Linked DNA regions of Oryctolagus cuniculus: region 2 is linked to region 1. Evidence: chromatin contacts called from public Hi-C data. All regions are on one chromosome and are shown on one strand. The core of a region is the stretch at or near the end of the contact, and the rest is flanking DNA. Distances in the headings are between cores, read along the strand shown. Region 1 holds the start of COX6C (cytochrome c oxidase subunit 6C). Region 2 overlaps FBXO43 (F-box protein 43).

Region 1 (7,839 bases), core at 3,453-5,952:
TTTAGGAGTTCCCAGCAGTAAATCCTGCCTCTGCTTACAATCCAACCTACTGCTAATGCACCTGGGAGTACTTGGGTTTCTGCTCCAACATGGGAGACTGGGATAGAGTTTCTGGATTCTGACTTCAGCCTGGCCCAACCACATGTTACTGACCTTTGGGCAGTGAACCAGCAGGTGAGAGCTCTGTCTTGTCTTTCTTTTAAATCAATAAATAAATCTTAAAACTTATCAATACACACAAAGCAGCAAGTGCTTTCCAAGATGTGGAGAAATCAGAACGCTTTGTGCAGTGTAAGCAATATAAATTGCAGCCAATATGGGGAGAAAAAAATGAAAAACTTTACTATTACAATCTAGCAACTCCACTTCTGAGCATATATCCCCAAAGAACTGAAAGCAAAGTCTTGAAGAGAGATGTTCATAATAGTGAAAAGGTGGAAGCAAGCCCAAGTGTATGAGAAATGAATGGCTAACGAAAATAAGATAGATACACAAAATGGAGTATTATTCAGTCCCAAAAAGAAATTAAGTTCTGGTACAAGCTAGAATATGCCTGCCTGACTCTAAGAGCATTATGCCAAATTTAAAAAGCCAGCCAAAAACAGACCAGTGTTGTGGGACTGCACTTACATGAGGGATCTAGAGCAGTCACATCCAGAGACGGTAGAACAGTGGCTGCAAGAGCTTAGGAAAGGGTACCCAGGAGTAGCTGTTTAATGGTGTGGACTGAAGAGAGTTCTGGAGACTGGCTGTACAACAACATGAACGTACTTACCACTAATTAAAATGGGAAGATGGTAAATTGTAAAATTAAAAGGGCGAAGATGGTGAATTATATGCTATTTGCATTTTACCAAAAATTAAAGACATCTTTAGGAAAAGTTAATTTCCAAAGACCACATTACCTTTACATCCCCAATCACTTTGCACTCTGGAAGATACCAGCTTTCTTCATCTCCTCAAAATCTTTCATGGAATCATAATTTCTGTAGAAATCTGCATATGCCTTCTTTCTTGGTTCCGCCACTGCAAACTAAAAAGTAACAGCCTGGTAGTTTTCCAGATTATTGGAAATTTAGTAACTGAAGACAAGGTAAATAATAAAATGTTTGTGTCAACCTTTTATTGTGAACCCCACATTTCTTCTGACAAAGGGTGAAAGAGGTGACAAAGCAAAGGAAAAACAGTTTCATAGAAATATACCTTAGCTAGAACAGATTATACCTTTTTCTGGGTGTGTTTTGTGGGAGAGGGGTACAGACCGGCAAATGCCAGAGGATGAGACTCAAAAAGATCAAAGAGAGAAAAGGGCAGCCTTCCCTATAGCAAAGCCTAAATATGCCACTCATGAGGTACAATGAAATATTCTGATTCAGTTTACAACACAATATGAATTTCAGAGGAGTCTGAAATTGACTTGGTAACTATTTGCCACCTGTGAAAGGCACAAGAAACTTTCCATCTGCAAGAAGACTTTGGGGTAATTTATACCACAACATAGGAGAGCTTGTGTAAGTCCTCAGACTAGACACTGACCTGACCTACAAATAATCATGATGGCTACTAATCACTTCCAGAGAAATAAACTCCTGAACCTGCAAAGTCTATAGCATCATCAAGGAAAAGGATGGGAGGAAAGGGTTATGTTCATTTTTTTATTCTTTGAGGGCTCTGTATAAGGCAGAGGTCAATGGAAAAGAGAACAAATATAGATTCAAGAAAGAAATGGAGACCTTAAGCGACTTGATCAAGGAAGGGAGCCAACGTTATAGCACAGCAGGTTAAGTCACTGTTCAAGTAGCAGCTGCTCCACTTCCAACCTTGCTAATGCCCCTGGGAGAGCAGCAGCAAATTGCCCACGGGTCCGGCGCTATGGTTTAACAGGTAAAGCCGCCACCTGCAGTGCCAGCATCCCATAAGGGCGCCAGGTCAAGTCCTGGCTGCTCCACTTCTGATCTATCTCTCTGCTGTGGCCTGGGAAAGCAGTGGAAGATGGCCCAAGTCCTTGGGCCCCTGCACCTGTGCAGGAGATCTGGAGAAACCTCCTGGCTCCTGATTGACACAGCTCTGGCCGTTGTGGCCAACTGGGAAGTGAACCAGAGGATAGAAAACAAATCTTAAAAAAAAAAAAAAAAAAAAATATTGCCCAAGTGCTTGGGCCCCTGTACCCGTGTGGGAGACTTGGATGGAACTCCAGGCTCCTTGCTCCAACCTGGCCCAACTCTGAATCAGCACATACAAGATCTGGGGGGTGTGGGGTATGTGTATGTATGTGTGTGTGTGTGTGTATGTGTGTGTCTCCTTGTCATCCTGCCTTTCAAGTAAATAAAAAAGCCTTTAAAAAATCTAGGAAGAAACTAGCTGGCAGGCGGCTCAAGCAGATTCAATCTGCTTGCCATTATATGGAAAAATTTTAGTCTCCACAAAACACTGCTTAGTGAATTTCAACTTACGATTTGTTATCCAAATTCAAATCTCATCCCACATATAAAAACCAGTAAAGAGGGCAGGTGTTGTGGTGTAGCAGGATAAGTTGCCACTTAGGATAGCCACATTCCATATGGGAGATCTTGGAATTACGTTCTACCTCTGCTTCCAACCCTTCTTCCTGCTAATGTACCAGGGAGGGAGCAAATGATGGCTCAAGTACCTGGGTTCCTGCCATGGTCGTGGAAGACCCAGACTGGATTTTCTGGCTCCTGACTCTAGCCTGTCCCTGCCCTCTAACTCTGCCTTTCAAATAAATGATCTTTAAAAACAAAAGAAACAGAAAATTATTAAGTAGGAACAGTTACAAGACAGACCTGAAATCTCTCATGAGCCATTAATGACAAGATGGTGATAAACATATATAGTATCATAAACTTTTGTAGCAATCAGTCATAAACATAACGGCTGGCTGATGCCTGCAGTGCCAGCATCCCATATGGGCACCAGTTCCTGTCCTGATTGCTCCACTTCCAATCCAGCTCTCTGCTGTGACTTGGGAAAGCAGTAGAAGATGGCCCAAGTGCTTGGGCCCCTGCACGCACGTGGGGGACCTGGAGGAAGCTCCTGGCCTCGAATCGGCCCAGCTCTGGCTGTTGCGGCCATTTGGGGAGTGAGCCAGAGAATGGAAGACCTCTCTCTCTGTGTCTCTGCCTCTCTGTAACTACCTTTCAAATAAATAAGTAAAAAAAATTTTTTTTAAAAAGGCATAACTTTCAATCCATAGGTGGCACAGTATGAAGGTGCCATTCTGTGCTCATTCCTCCCAATCCCATTCAGAACTGCCTTCCCCATTCCTCTACCATGGGCTAGACTGCGTTCTTTCAAAATTCCTGTGTTTAGGCCTTACCTCCCAGTACCTCAGAACCCAGCCATATGAGGAAACAGGTTTTCAGAGAGGTAAGTCACTAGAAATAGATCGTACCTTATACAGAGCTGCAACGCTCAAGGACACAGCAAAGGCTCCAACGATATGAAAGCGCAGGCGTTTGGCCAGAAGGCCCCGCATCTGAGGTTTCGCCAAAGCACTGGGCGCCATGCTAGTTCTTGTCCTTCGTAGGTCAAAGGAAAGAAAACCTTAGGACCAACACGGTACTGAGGGGACTCCTAAGCATGATGCCTGTCTGACCTTCGAGAGACGCTCAGGACCACAGGCCACTGACTCCGCCCACAAAGCCCAGAGTGGCCCGGCTCGGCCTCCATCTTTTCCGTCCCCCAGCCCATACAATGAACCACCACCCAACTGAAGGCCAAACAGCTGCAGCACACCTTTCAAGGGGAGCCACGCCCGTCGCCAATGAGCAAAAACTCCAAGAATCTCCCCCAGCCGTAGGAGAGAGACGCAGGCGCTGTAGGCTGCAGCGTGCCCGTGCAAACTTCTTTACAGCCCTCCTCTAAACCTTTTCTACATCCCGCCGCCAACCCTGTGAGCTACGGGTGCGGGGGTTTCCAAGCTCACACAGCCAATGATCAAAACTCCGACCGGAACCCGGCAGTTGCCTCGAGGGCCCTAACTGTCCAGCCGGGGACAGTCCCTGCGGACCTTCGGCCACCGGGGGAGACCGCGCGGGAGGGTGCAGGTGAAACCGATCTGCCTGCCTACATCACAGGGAGGCTGCGGAAGCCCACCTGCGACGGGCCAGGCGCCCCTCCCCAGCTCCAGGCCAAACGCGGCAGCCAGCGGGCCCCGACCGAGCGCCGACACTGCGGGCAGACCCGTAAGCCTCTCCACCCGCGAAACACCGGGACGGGCAGGGCAAATGACCTAACCAAGGTCACAGACTACAGAGGGAGCTGGATGCCGGCCGGCTGACTCCGAAGCCTGCAGGTTCCTCGGGGCCCCTGCGCCCAACTCGGGCTTCCGTGAGACCGCCTCAGCCCACCCGGTCCGGCGCCCGCAGCCCTCCGCCCTCCGCCCTCCGGAGGTCGCCGAGGGGCGAGCGGAGGTCGACGCGGATGAGAGGTCCCAGGCTCCACCGCGACGGAGCTGCGGAGCCGCGACTCAACTCCGAGGCAGAGAGAACGGCAGACAGCAGGTCTGAGGACCGAAACGCTGAAAGAGACAGCGACCAGACTCACCTCCACACCAACGTCCTTCCCGGTTGCTAGAGAAATGGACGACACGCCGGTACTGCGCAGGCGCATAAGGGAATTCGCGAAGAGGATCCGGCGACGGTAGCCGAAGGAGTCCAAACCTAGCGCGATTCCGGTCGTTCTCGTTCTCAAGTGAAGTTCATCAGCTTGTTCGGTTTCTTGTGTGATCTAAGAAAAAGAGGACTTGACTTCCTAAAACAGATTACTTAGTGAATTGGAAGTATTAATCTTTCTAATAACAGGGTTATGAAATTACTAGGGAATTAAGAAATATTTAATATGTGAAAAAAAGTTAATGTACTCTTAGAAATGCACCAGCAATCATCCTGGGCCCAAGAATTGCCGAAAGTATGTGCACAAATGAGCGGGTTTTTGTTTGTTTTTAAGATTTATTTACTTATTTGAAAAACAGGGTTCCATCTGCTTCCCAAATAACTGCAAAAGCCAGAGCTGAGCCAGATGGAAGCCAGGAGCTTCTTCCGGGTCTCCCACGCAGGTGCAGGGCCCCAAAGACTGCTCTCTCAGGCACACTAGCAGGGAGCTGGATGGGAAGTGGAGAAGCTGGGGCAAGAACTGGCACCCGTATGGGATGCCAGCATTGCAGGAGGCGGCTTTACCCACTATGCCACAAACCAGCATTTTCATTCTAGCCACTGTTACTCAAATAGCCATTTGGTTTGTACAAACGGTGAATAAGCTGTCTTCTAGGAGCTCACGTCTAGCAGACTGAGACAGACACAAAGAGGTTATTACCAATCCCTTGCAGCGGGCACTCCACAGAGATGTGACCCAGCCACTGCAGAAGCAGTTATCCGCCTAACACAGCTGAGCAAGTTTTGGTTGGAAGGGCTGAGGCTTTTATTAAAAGACAAATTTGCAGGAAGGCAAATGAAAATTTGTAGAAAGTGGGGTAGGAGGCCAAGGCTCATGTGCCTCAGGGATATCAGGCTCAGCTTTTATTGAAATTACCTAGATTTGCAAGGCATTAAGTCAATTTAGCAAGCACTGCAGAAGATAGAATTGGGACATAAAGGACACACGACACAGATTCAACGAAGATTGATTAAGTGACTTCGATGTGCCAGGAACAGATCTGCCAGGAGGGGTATTCTTTTCAGGTAGTCTCTGTCTTCAACTTAACAGACACTCTGGGGGAGTCCAACCTTTCAGACACACAGAAGAGTGCTGAGTCATTAGTGGGTTTGGACCTCAAGAATATTTTTTCAGGCCTCGTATCAAGGGCTTACCTAGCTGAAAGTTTACAAGGAATTTGTCCAGGTGGAAGATACTGTGTTCCCACTCTCTCTCCACCCCCCACACACATCACTGGCCTAGAGAACAAGTAGTAAATTTCAGAGTTAACCACGATTAGTTTGTATTGAAACCATCAGGGAAGATATGGAAAACATGGAAGCAGAGCTGCATCTCAGTCTAATGGAAAAGTGGAGAAATCTGAGACAACACAGTCAGGGCACACAGCCTGATGTATTAGTCTGCTTTTGTTCCTACAACTGAAATACCCAAGAGAAGCTTCTTAGGAGAGAAAAAGTTTATTTCAGCTTACAGTTTAGAGCTTACATTTCAGGATCAAGTGGCCCCATGGTCTGTGCCCCTTGGAAGCTCATCATCACTGGTGCAGAGGAACGACTGCATGGTAACCCAGCAATCAGAGAACAAGCAGGCCAAACCTGAACTCAAGTCAATCTTCTAGAGACAACTTCTCTCCCAGACTACATGACCTAAACACTCCCCACCAGATCCACCTCTCAGGTGCCATCATTAGATCAAGTCTCCACCCTGAATCCACTAAGACATTAAAGTTTAAACATCTGTGTGGGTTTGGGGAGACAAGTCCTGCTCAACCTACAGCACCTGGCCTGGATGTGGTACTGAGTGGTTGTTTACGAACAGTAGTTAGGGAAACCTGGATCCATCCAGTCACAGTGAGCACAGAGAATGACGGAAGGTGGCAGGTGACTGGACCCTGCATGATAGAGGTGAGCAGAGAGCCGGTTGCTATGCAGTAGTTCTGTTCTGGAGCCTAATAGGCCTGGATTTGAGTCCAGCTCACTATCTCCTACCTGGCAAATTTCCTTTAAAAAAAAAAAAGATTTATTTTAAAGTAGAGCATCAGGAAAAGTAAGGGGGGTAAAGAGAAACATCCTCCACCCACTGATTCACTCCTCAAATGGCAGCAACATTCAGGGCCAGGCCAGGCCAAAGCCAGGAGCCAGGAACTCCATCTGGATCTCTGGCATGGGCGACAGGGGCCCAACATCTGACCTGTCATCCACCACCTTCCCAGCTTCACTGGCAGGAAGCCGGATAGAAAGCAGAGCAACTGGAATTCAAACCAGAACTCTGACATAGAATGCTGGAGTCACAAGTGAAAGTTTAACCTGTTGTGCCACAATGCCAGCTCCTATTGGTAGATTTCTTAATCTTTGTAAATCTGCTTTACCCTCTAAAATGGTACCCTCTTTGTTGGGTTGCAGTGCAAATTAAATGGGATAATGCATGTATGGTGTTTGATAAATAGATGCTCTGAATATGCATTCCTCATTCTGTCCTTTTAGCCAGCCCCGCCTGCCTGCCTGCCTGCCTGCCTGCCCTCCTTCTCTCCTTCCTTCCTTATCTCTTTCTTGTCGTAGCAGTACCTGATTGTCTTCCCAGGAATCAACCCTTCCTCACTTCCAACACTGGATTCTAGAAGAGTCAAACCCTATTCCAATTGGACATATGACTCAGAAGTGGCTACACAGTGTAGCCCATCCCTCTGGCCACAGTAGTTTATTGAAGATGAGCATGGGACTCTGGTCAATGAAACTTAGTTCTAAAAGTTTTGCTCAAAATACTGGGGGAGGCCGGCACCGTGGCTCACTTGGCTAATCCTCCGCCTGCAGCGCTGGCACCCCAGGTTCTAGTCCTGGTTGGGGCGCCGGGTACTAGTCCCGGTTGCTCCTCTTCCAGTCCAGCTCTGCTGTGGCCCAGGAAGGCAGAGGAGGATGGCCCAAGTGCTTGGGCCCTGCACCCGCATGGGAGACCAGGAGGAAATACCCGGTTCCTGGCTTTGGATCAACGTAGCGCTGGCCATAGCGGCCCTTAGGGGAGTTAACCAACAGAAGGAACACCTTTCTCTCTGTCTCTATCTCACTGTCTATAACTCTCTCTCTGTCTCTCTCTCTCTCTCTCTACCTGGCCAAAAAAAAAAAAAAAAAAAAAACTGGGGGAAAAGATTCTCTCATCAAGACAGGGGAT
Region 2 (7,839 bases), core at 2,209-4,708, 190 kb after region 1:
CAAGCAGGCATCCCATATGAGTGCAGATTCAAGTTCTGGCTGCTGCTTCTGATCCAGCTTCCTATCAATGCTCCTGGGAAGGCAGTGGAAGATGACTCAAGTGCTTGGGTCCCTGTACCCACTTGGAGACCCAGATGGAGTTCTAGACCCTAGCTTTGGTCTGTACCAACATGGGCCACTGTGGCAATTTGGGGAATGAGCCAGAAGACAGAAGATCTCTCTCTGCCTCTCTAACTCTGCCTTTCAAATAAATCTTTTTTTTTTTTTTTTTTTTTTGACAGGCAGAGTGGACAGTGAGAGAGAGAGACAGAGAGAAAGGTCTTCCTTTGCCGTTGGTTCACCCTCCAGTGGCCGCCGCGGCCGGTGCGCTGCGGCCGGCGCACTGCGCTGATCCGATGGCAGGAGCCAGGTGCTTTTCCTGGTCTCCCATGGGGTGCAGGGCCCAAGCACCTGGGCCATCCTCCACTGCACTCCCTGGCCACAGCAGAGAGCTGGCCTGGAAGAGGGGCAACCGGGACAGAATCCGGCACCCCGACCAGGACTAGAACCCGGTGTGCCGGCGCCGCTAGGCGGAGGATTAGCCTAGTGAGCCGCGGCGCCGGCTTCAAATAAATAAGTCTTTAAAAGAATTTAAAATGAGTAATATTTAAGGAAGAAATGAAGACTATATTATGAAAATTATAAAACATTAGATGGGTCAAAATAAAAGATCTCAATGTTTAAAATTCTTTAATCAGTTATCAGTGATTAGAGAAAAGAAGAAAAAAGCCCAATACAATGAATTTCCTTTTTCCTCATCTGAGGTCAAAACAATCAGCAGTTTGGTTTATTCTCTAACAAGGTGGGAAGCTGCAGTGGGAATGTCGGGCTTATATAGGTGAGGGCCGTATTGCGGTCAGTATGAGCAGAGAGCCAAGACAGAATAGTTGAGGTCCAACAGCCAACATTTAACCCCAGCTTTAAGTTCACTAATGTGGAATAAACATATTTTTAAGCCCGGCTATGTTCTTAGTTTACTTATCTGACAAATTTTTAAAAATGCAGCTAGTAATGGCACTACCCTTGTAGGGTTGCTCTTAATATAAAGGGATGAGATTTACCAGGTACATAATTCCCTGCCTGACCAGGAGAGACGGTGAGTATCTTAATTAAGGTCACTGTCTCGGGTTTCCACAGCCCCTCAGTCGACATTGACAGCATCTCTGCAGGATTAAGCAGTACACTAGGAAGCCTCAGAGCGGGTAAGGAAGAACAGTCCTTGGGATGCCTACACCCTTCTGGAAATAATTCAGGAGCCCTTACCGAGTAACTTGAACGTGAGCATAAAGCATACTCTCTGTCAATACAGGAGAGAGGCAGCCGTGTACATTTCTGTGGCAGCCGAGAAGAAAAGGCTACTCGTGACACTTCCTCATTTTCAACAAAGACACATAAAAAGCTGACCTAGGAGCCCTCTGTCCACCAGTGTTCAGGTGAGCACTTAACCCAGACCAAGGTTAGAAGAGATGACAGGGGAGGTTTCTGCTTGTTCAGTGCTGAGGCCCTAGGCTAACATCAGAGCTGGCCAGGAAGGAAACCATAAAAGCTCTGATGAAGGCTGTGACCACACCGTGCAATGGTGCTCCCTCCAGCTGCCGCCCTGCACCAGAGGTGGGAGGGAGGGCATAGCCCCTGTGACCGGGAGCAGAGTCACACAGGGCAAGCAGCAGGGAAGCAGGTGAGGAGGGAAGAGAGAGAGAGGTGATTATGGGGAGAAGCAGCATTGGCCGAGGTAGGGAGGGATGGAGGAGTGAAAGGGGAGCAGACGAGTGGGGTGATGTCCCCATTTTAGCTTTAAAAAAAAAAACTTGTATTTATTTGAAAGGCAGAGATACATAGAGAAGGAAAGGGGGAGAGAGTGAGCTTCCATCTGTTGGTTCACTCCCCAGATGGCTGCAATGGCAAGGGCTGAGCCAGGCTGAAGCCAGGAGCTTCTTCCAAGTCTCCCACATGGGTGGCAGGAGCCCAAGGACTTGGGCCATCTTCTGCTGCTTTCCCAGGTGCATTAGCAGGGAGCTGCATTGGAAGTAGAGCAGCCAGGACTCGAACCGGCATCCATATGGCATGCTGGCACTGCAGGTGGTGGCTTAATCTTCTACACCACAGTGCTGGGGTGGGGTGTGTGTGGGGGAGTGTCCCCACACCCCCACACGTTAGCTCTTTGAAAAACAGATAAGGGTAATTGAAAGTCCCTATGCCACCAGCTGAAAAAGGAAATAAAACTGAGATTGGCATAGAAGTTGTTTTCATGGGGACAATCAATAATGATTTCAGCCATTCGTGCACATTGTGCATATTATATCATGTGCCAAGGCCCTGTGCTACAGGAGCTAGTAGAAAACAGTTCTGGGGTCGGCACTGTGGCATAGTAGGTAAAGCCATCATCTTCAGGGCCAGCATCCCATGTGGGTGCTGGTTCGAGTCCCGGCTGCTCCTCTTCCAATCCAGCTCTCTGCTATGGCCTGGGAAAGAAGTGGAAGATGACCCAAGTCCTTGGACCCCTGCACCCACATGGGAGACCTGGAAGAAGCTCCTGGGTCCTGGCTTTGGATAGGCTCAGCTCCGGCCCTTGTGGCCATTTTGGGGAATGAACAATAGGATGGAAGACTTCTCTCTCTCTGCCTTTGCCTCTCTGTAACTCTGCCTGTCAAACAAATAAACAAATCTTAAAAAAAAAAAAAAAAAAAAAAAAAAAAAAAAAAAAAAAAGGTAAAAAGAAAATCGTTCTGCCTTTAGGAGTTTGCTTCATGGTGGAAGATAAGAACTTAATGCAAACCAAGGCTTGCCAGAGATACCATAAGGAAGGTATAAATAAACACAAGACCCAGAGAAGGTGGAAATTCTGCCTTGTTGGAGAGTTCAGAAAATGATTCAAGCTAACAAACAAGATTAGCTAGATTTTGTGGGACTTGAATACGGCAAGAGAAGAAGGAAGTGGGAGAAATCCCATGCAGAGTTTAGAAAACAGCAAGGAGAATAGTTTGGCTGTAACAAAGCATACAGAGGGGAGTGGTGAGAGAGACTGATAGGGCCATTAAGAGATCCTAAAACCTGATATATTTTTCGGAAGCAACTGCAGTCAGAACTGCATAGTAGTACCAAGAGCCTGGCAGTGGATCTCTAGGAAACATTTAAATGGGGAGACGTGAGAAGCAAGGAAACCAGCTGGGAGGCAGTCACAGTGATCTCAGGAGGCTGTGCCTAGGACTTCAACAGAGTGTCACCTCTCTGCAGGAACCGAATTGCCCAGGGGAAATCCTCGGTGGGAGGATGACTCCATTCATAACCGCCACGAATCCAAGGCTCCTTCAACTGACCTGGCTCTGCAGCCCGGGAGGAGGCAGCCAGGAGCGCAGGGCCACTGCCAAGTAAACACAGATTGCCCAAGTACCAACCAGGGCCTGCCCGCAGGGCGTTCTGTGAGAAGGCATCTGGGAAAACGGTACATGCTTGCAAGCCAGATGGAGTATTTTCATTAGCACTGAGTAATAGCTATTAGCAAAACTTTATCCCATATACACTTTAAAAATTAAGTCAAGCAACATTTCCCCTCTTTGGCAATGTCGCAGCACATCAAGGTCAAACACGTACAAGCTAAATTTACTTTTTTGAAGAAAAGCCAAAACAACCATAAATGAGTCTTTGGTGCCCCCTTGTGGAATGTTGAGTGCAACCTTTGAAGTCTTTACACGCCTCCATTCAGAAATAATAGTGTGTATTTCCTTCTTTTAAAACCTTTATTTTGAGCTAAAATAAAACAAATCCACAATAAATAAATTTATTTGAATCTAGAATGTTACAGATTAAATTTTAGATATGTTTAGTAAATTTTTGTTATAAATGTATAATACTGCTTTGTGCTATAAATTAAGCAAAGATAATGGAAAAACTCAGGAGAGGTGAACTTCATCTGAGTCTCCTACAAATAACTTATTTTTTGAAATACTTACTTGAAAAGTATGACTTATGCTTATTAACTAAGACCCCCATTAGGAATAACTACATGTGCCACATAGTTTATCTTTTGTGTCGTCTTAGTTTTCAATGTTAAGTAAATTTTACTTAACCAGGAGTCTACCCAAATATGTGAAGACAAGGATCGAAATTATGGAGTGATTTTAATGGGACTTATGAATTCATTCTATTTATGCTTAATCTCAGTCAAGTATTCATCTCCCAAATCCATAAGGCTAAGGTCTCAAAATTTTTAATGTTATTTAGAATATCATTTTCATGATTGAAACACATTTCAGCACATAATGATGAAATGCACAAGTTCAACATGTTACATGAAACAATGAAATACATACATTTGACAACACTGAAAAGTCTTTATTTAAAATACCAAGATGTTAAAATAAATAAAAACGATTTAGTCAAATAAAAAAATTGTAAAACTTAATGATTTAAAATATACAATGACATGGATTAGAATATATACAAAACAGGAAGGAAATCATCATCTGTTATTAATGGGAGGATTGGCATGTGTTTAAAATAGTCATAATTTCAAGTAAGAAATGCATCAGGGGGAGTGCTTCTTTTCCACTTAGTCTCTTTAGAGGCGTTTTAAATTCCGCTTACTCTGGGCACTTCCTGGGACAGCGTCTTTTCTACTTCTTGCCTTTGTTGTTCCTCTACTACATTCTTCAGACCCATGATAAGCACACAGACACAACACACAAAAGTCAAAACCACAGGCCATGCGGCTACACAGCCCCCTTTTCTTATACGGCTGGTACTTAGCAGGGGACTGGCACCGTGGGCAAGGTTTTAATGCTTCGTCAATAAAAAGTGTTTTGGCAACCTGCGGTAAAAGCACACACACTAAATGCTCCGGGCTCACAGGTAGAGGCACTTTATTTCTGTCAATGTTTACTTCTGATAACTTAGGACAAATACTCACCTTAACATATTCCTCCTGCTTACTACTGGTGTGAACAACGGAGGAGCTTGCTATGGGTGTCAAGACTTCTCCCCAAGGAGACAATGTTGGAACTTGCTCTTGCTGAGAACCGGGAGTCCTAGCCTGTGCTTGCACTGATCTTAAAGCTGAGCGGTTTACAAGATGAAGCCGCGTGGCAGCATCCTCCACATTTAACACAGCCCCCTGTGGTAGAAGTCGAGAGTCAACACTGGAACATCAAAACATTCCAGAATGGCTTTGCAGTGCACATAGATTGAAGTGGAAACGATTTTATATCACCAGAATTTTCTCCTTTGACTATTCCTTTTTAGAAAAACAAAGCCAAAAACATTTTCTCACCAAACATGAAAAAGTCTAAGAAATATAAAAATAAAAAAATTAAAACTATAAATTCTAGCTTTACGTTTGCATGATCAGTATTTCTCCATTTATTTCAAGGCTTGGTTCAGCAAACTTTTCCTGAAAAGGGCCCAAGGTAAGTGTTCTGGATTTTTCAGGCCATATAGCTACGCTATTCAACTTTTGCAGTTAGAGAGAAAACAGCTATAGACAAAGCATAAAATAAGGAGTGAGGATGTGTTCCAATAAAATTTACTTTAAAAACATGGATGATATCAAAAAGATTTCTGTGCTTGCCTGTTTACTGCTGCACTATTCAAATTAGGCAAGAAAGGGGATCAACGTAGGTACCATTGACACATGAATGAATAAAAAATAAGTGTATGTATACACACACACACACAGTGGAATACTATTCAGTCATGAAAAAGAATGGCATTTTGTTGTCTGCAGCAACCTGGATGGAACTGGAGGACATTACGTAAGTCAGGTATAGAAGGACAATTCCTGTGTGATGTCACTTACACGTGGAAGCTAAGGAGTTAATCTTATAGAAGCGGAGCACAGAGCAGTGGTTCCCAGGGTCTGGGGAGTGTGTGGAGGACCAGGGATGAAGAGAGGATGGTTAACAGATGCAGGGGCACAGCTGGAGGGGAGGAGTAACGTCCAGTGTTCTAGAAAGCACAGTAGGATAACCATGGTTGACAACAATGAAGAAAGTATTTCAGCACAGCTGGTAGGAGATGGTGAGTGCGCCTAAAACACACAGAAACACGACAACCATCCAAGGGGCCTACACATGTACTGAACTGTCACAACGTGCCTGATGAATATGTACAACTGCCATGTGTCAATTCAAAACAGAAATGTGTATTTTTAAAAACCCATAGGCAATGGACAGGATCTAGCCCACAGAGCAGTCTGTATCCCCTATTTTTTTTTTTTTTTTTTTTGACAGGCAGAGTGGACAGTGAGACAGAGAGAGAGACAGAGAGAAAGGTGGTCTTCCTTTGCCATTGGTTCACCCTCCAATGGCCGCCGCGGCCGGCGCACCGCGCTGATCGATGGCAGGAGCCAGGTACTTCTCCTGGTCTCCCATGGGGTGCAGGGCCCAAGCACTTGGGCCATCCTCCACTGTACTCCCTGGCCACAGCAGAGAGCTGGCCTGGAAGGGGGGCAACCGGGACAGACTCCGGCGCCCCGACCGGGACTAGAACCCGGTGTGCCGGCGCTGCAAGGCAGAGGATTAGCCTAGTGAGCCGCGGCACCGGCCTGTATCCCCTGTCTTAAAGCAGGGTCTAAGAAGAGGGGAGTCTTTACTGCAGCCTATCGTGGAATTCTTTGAAGCTTTCTCACCTTATGGACATGTCAGAGAACTAGGGGATTGCTTAGATGGTGAAACCCAATGCCTTGGGCTTATTTTTGCAAATAACCTGGTGGTAATTCATTTGAACAGCTTTGCTATTTGAAAAGGAAAAAGAAAAAAAAAACCTCTCACCTGTCCTACATTCATACAGTACTAATATTCAGTCAAGAAATGTGTTTATTAGGAGCTGGCACTGTGGTACAGCAGGTCAGGCCGCTGCTGTGACAGCAGCATCTCATATCCCAGTGCCTGTTCCAGTCCCAGGTGCTCTGTTTGCCATCCAGCTTCCTGCTAATGTGCTTGGGAAGGCAGCAGATGATGGTCCAAGTCCCTGGGTCCCTGCCACCCATGTGGGAAACCAGGATGGAGTTCCTGGCTCCTTACTTGGGCCTGGCCCAGCCCTGGTTGTTGCAGTCATTTTAAGGAGCAAACCAATGGATGGAAGTCCTCCCCCCGCCCCACCCCTGTGCCTTTCAAATAAGTAAATAAAAACACATTTTTTAAAAAAAGAAATGTTAATTATCTTGACTGGATAATGATCTCACAATTTACATGTTTATCAGAACAACATGTTATACACACCTTAAGTATATCTGATTTTCATCAATTATACCTTAATAAAGCAGGAAATATTTACATAATTAAAAAGATAAAGAAGGGCTGGTGCTATGGCCTGCAACACAAGCATCCCATATGGGTACCAATTCCTGTCCCAGCTGCTCCTCTTCCAATCCAGTTCTCTGCTATGGCCTGGGAAAGCAGTAGAAGATGGCCCAAGTGCTTCTGCACCCACGTGGGAGACCTGGAAGAAGCTCCTGGCTCATGGCTTCAGATCAGTCCAACTATGGCCATTGAGGCCATTTGGGGAGTGAACCAGTGAATGGAAGACCTTTTTCTCTGTCTCTCCTCTCTCTCTGTAACTCTACTTCTCAAATAAATCTTTATATATATATATATATATATATATAATTTTTCAATAGAATATCCTTTTAGCCTTCTATTCTCTTAAGGTTGGTAATGGGGAAAAAGAAAGACTTTTTCAAAACAAATTGACCTTCTTAAATAATTGTCAGGAAAAAATGCACTATGGGTGAATTTCCTCGCATGTCTACCTACAGTTGTGCTTACTCTCCCTTGAGAGTCTCTTTTTGCCACAAGTGCTCCTGAC

The links. Hi-C and Micro-C count contacts between places; a contact is called where the count stands out from the background.
Region 2: a Hi-C map of an unstated tissue shows a contact between it and region 1, with 5 times the contacts expected there. The contact joins the enhancer-like site here to the promoter of COX6C in region 1. A contact is called at or near these places in 2 of 6 Hi-C or Micro-C datasets (ear pinna and an unstated tissue).

The regions. Positions count from the first base shown.
Region 1 is chr6:125,366,466-125,374,304 of mOryCun1.1, forward strand. COX6C (cytochrome c oxidase subunit 6C) reads right to left here and starts at 4,703. Exons shown (of 4, transcript XM_002710711.5): 1 at 4,567-4,703; 2 at 3,413-3,539; 3 at 906-1,033. The coding sequence starts at 3,526. The coding sequence ends at 920.
Region 2 is chr6:125,559,988-125,567,826 of mOryCun1.1, forward strand. FBXO43 (F-box protein 43) reads right to left here. Exons shown (of 5, transcript XM_002710712.5): 4 at 4,946-5,149; 5 at 4,351-4,846. The coding sequence ends at 4,598. It also overlaps LOC108176523. Among named protein-coding and RNA genes, the nearest start is that of RGS22, 12 kb to the left of the region's middle. Within about 2 kb of position 3,459, at least 1 of the 8 cell types and tissues checked has an H3K27ac peak or open chromatin away from gene starts, as enhancers often do.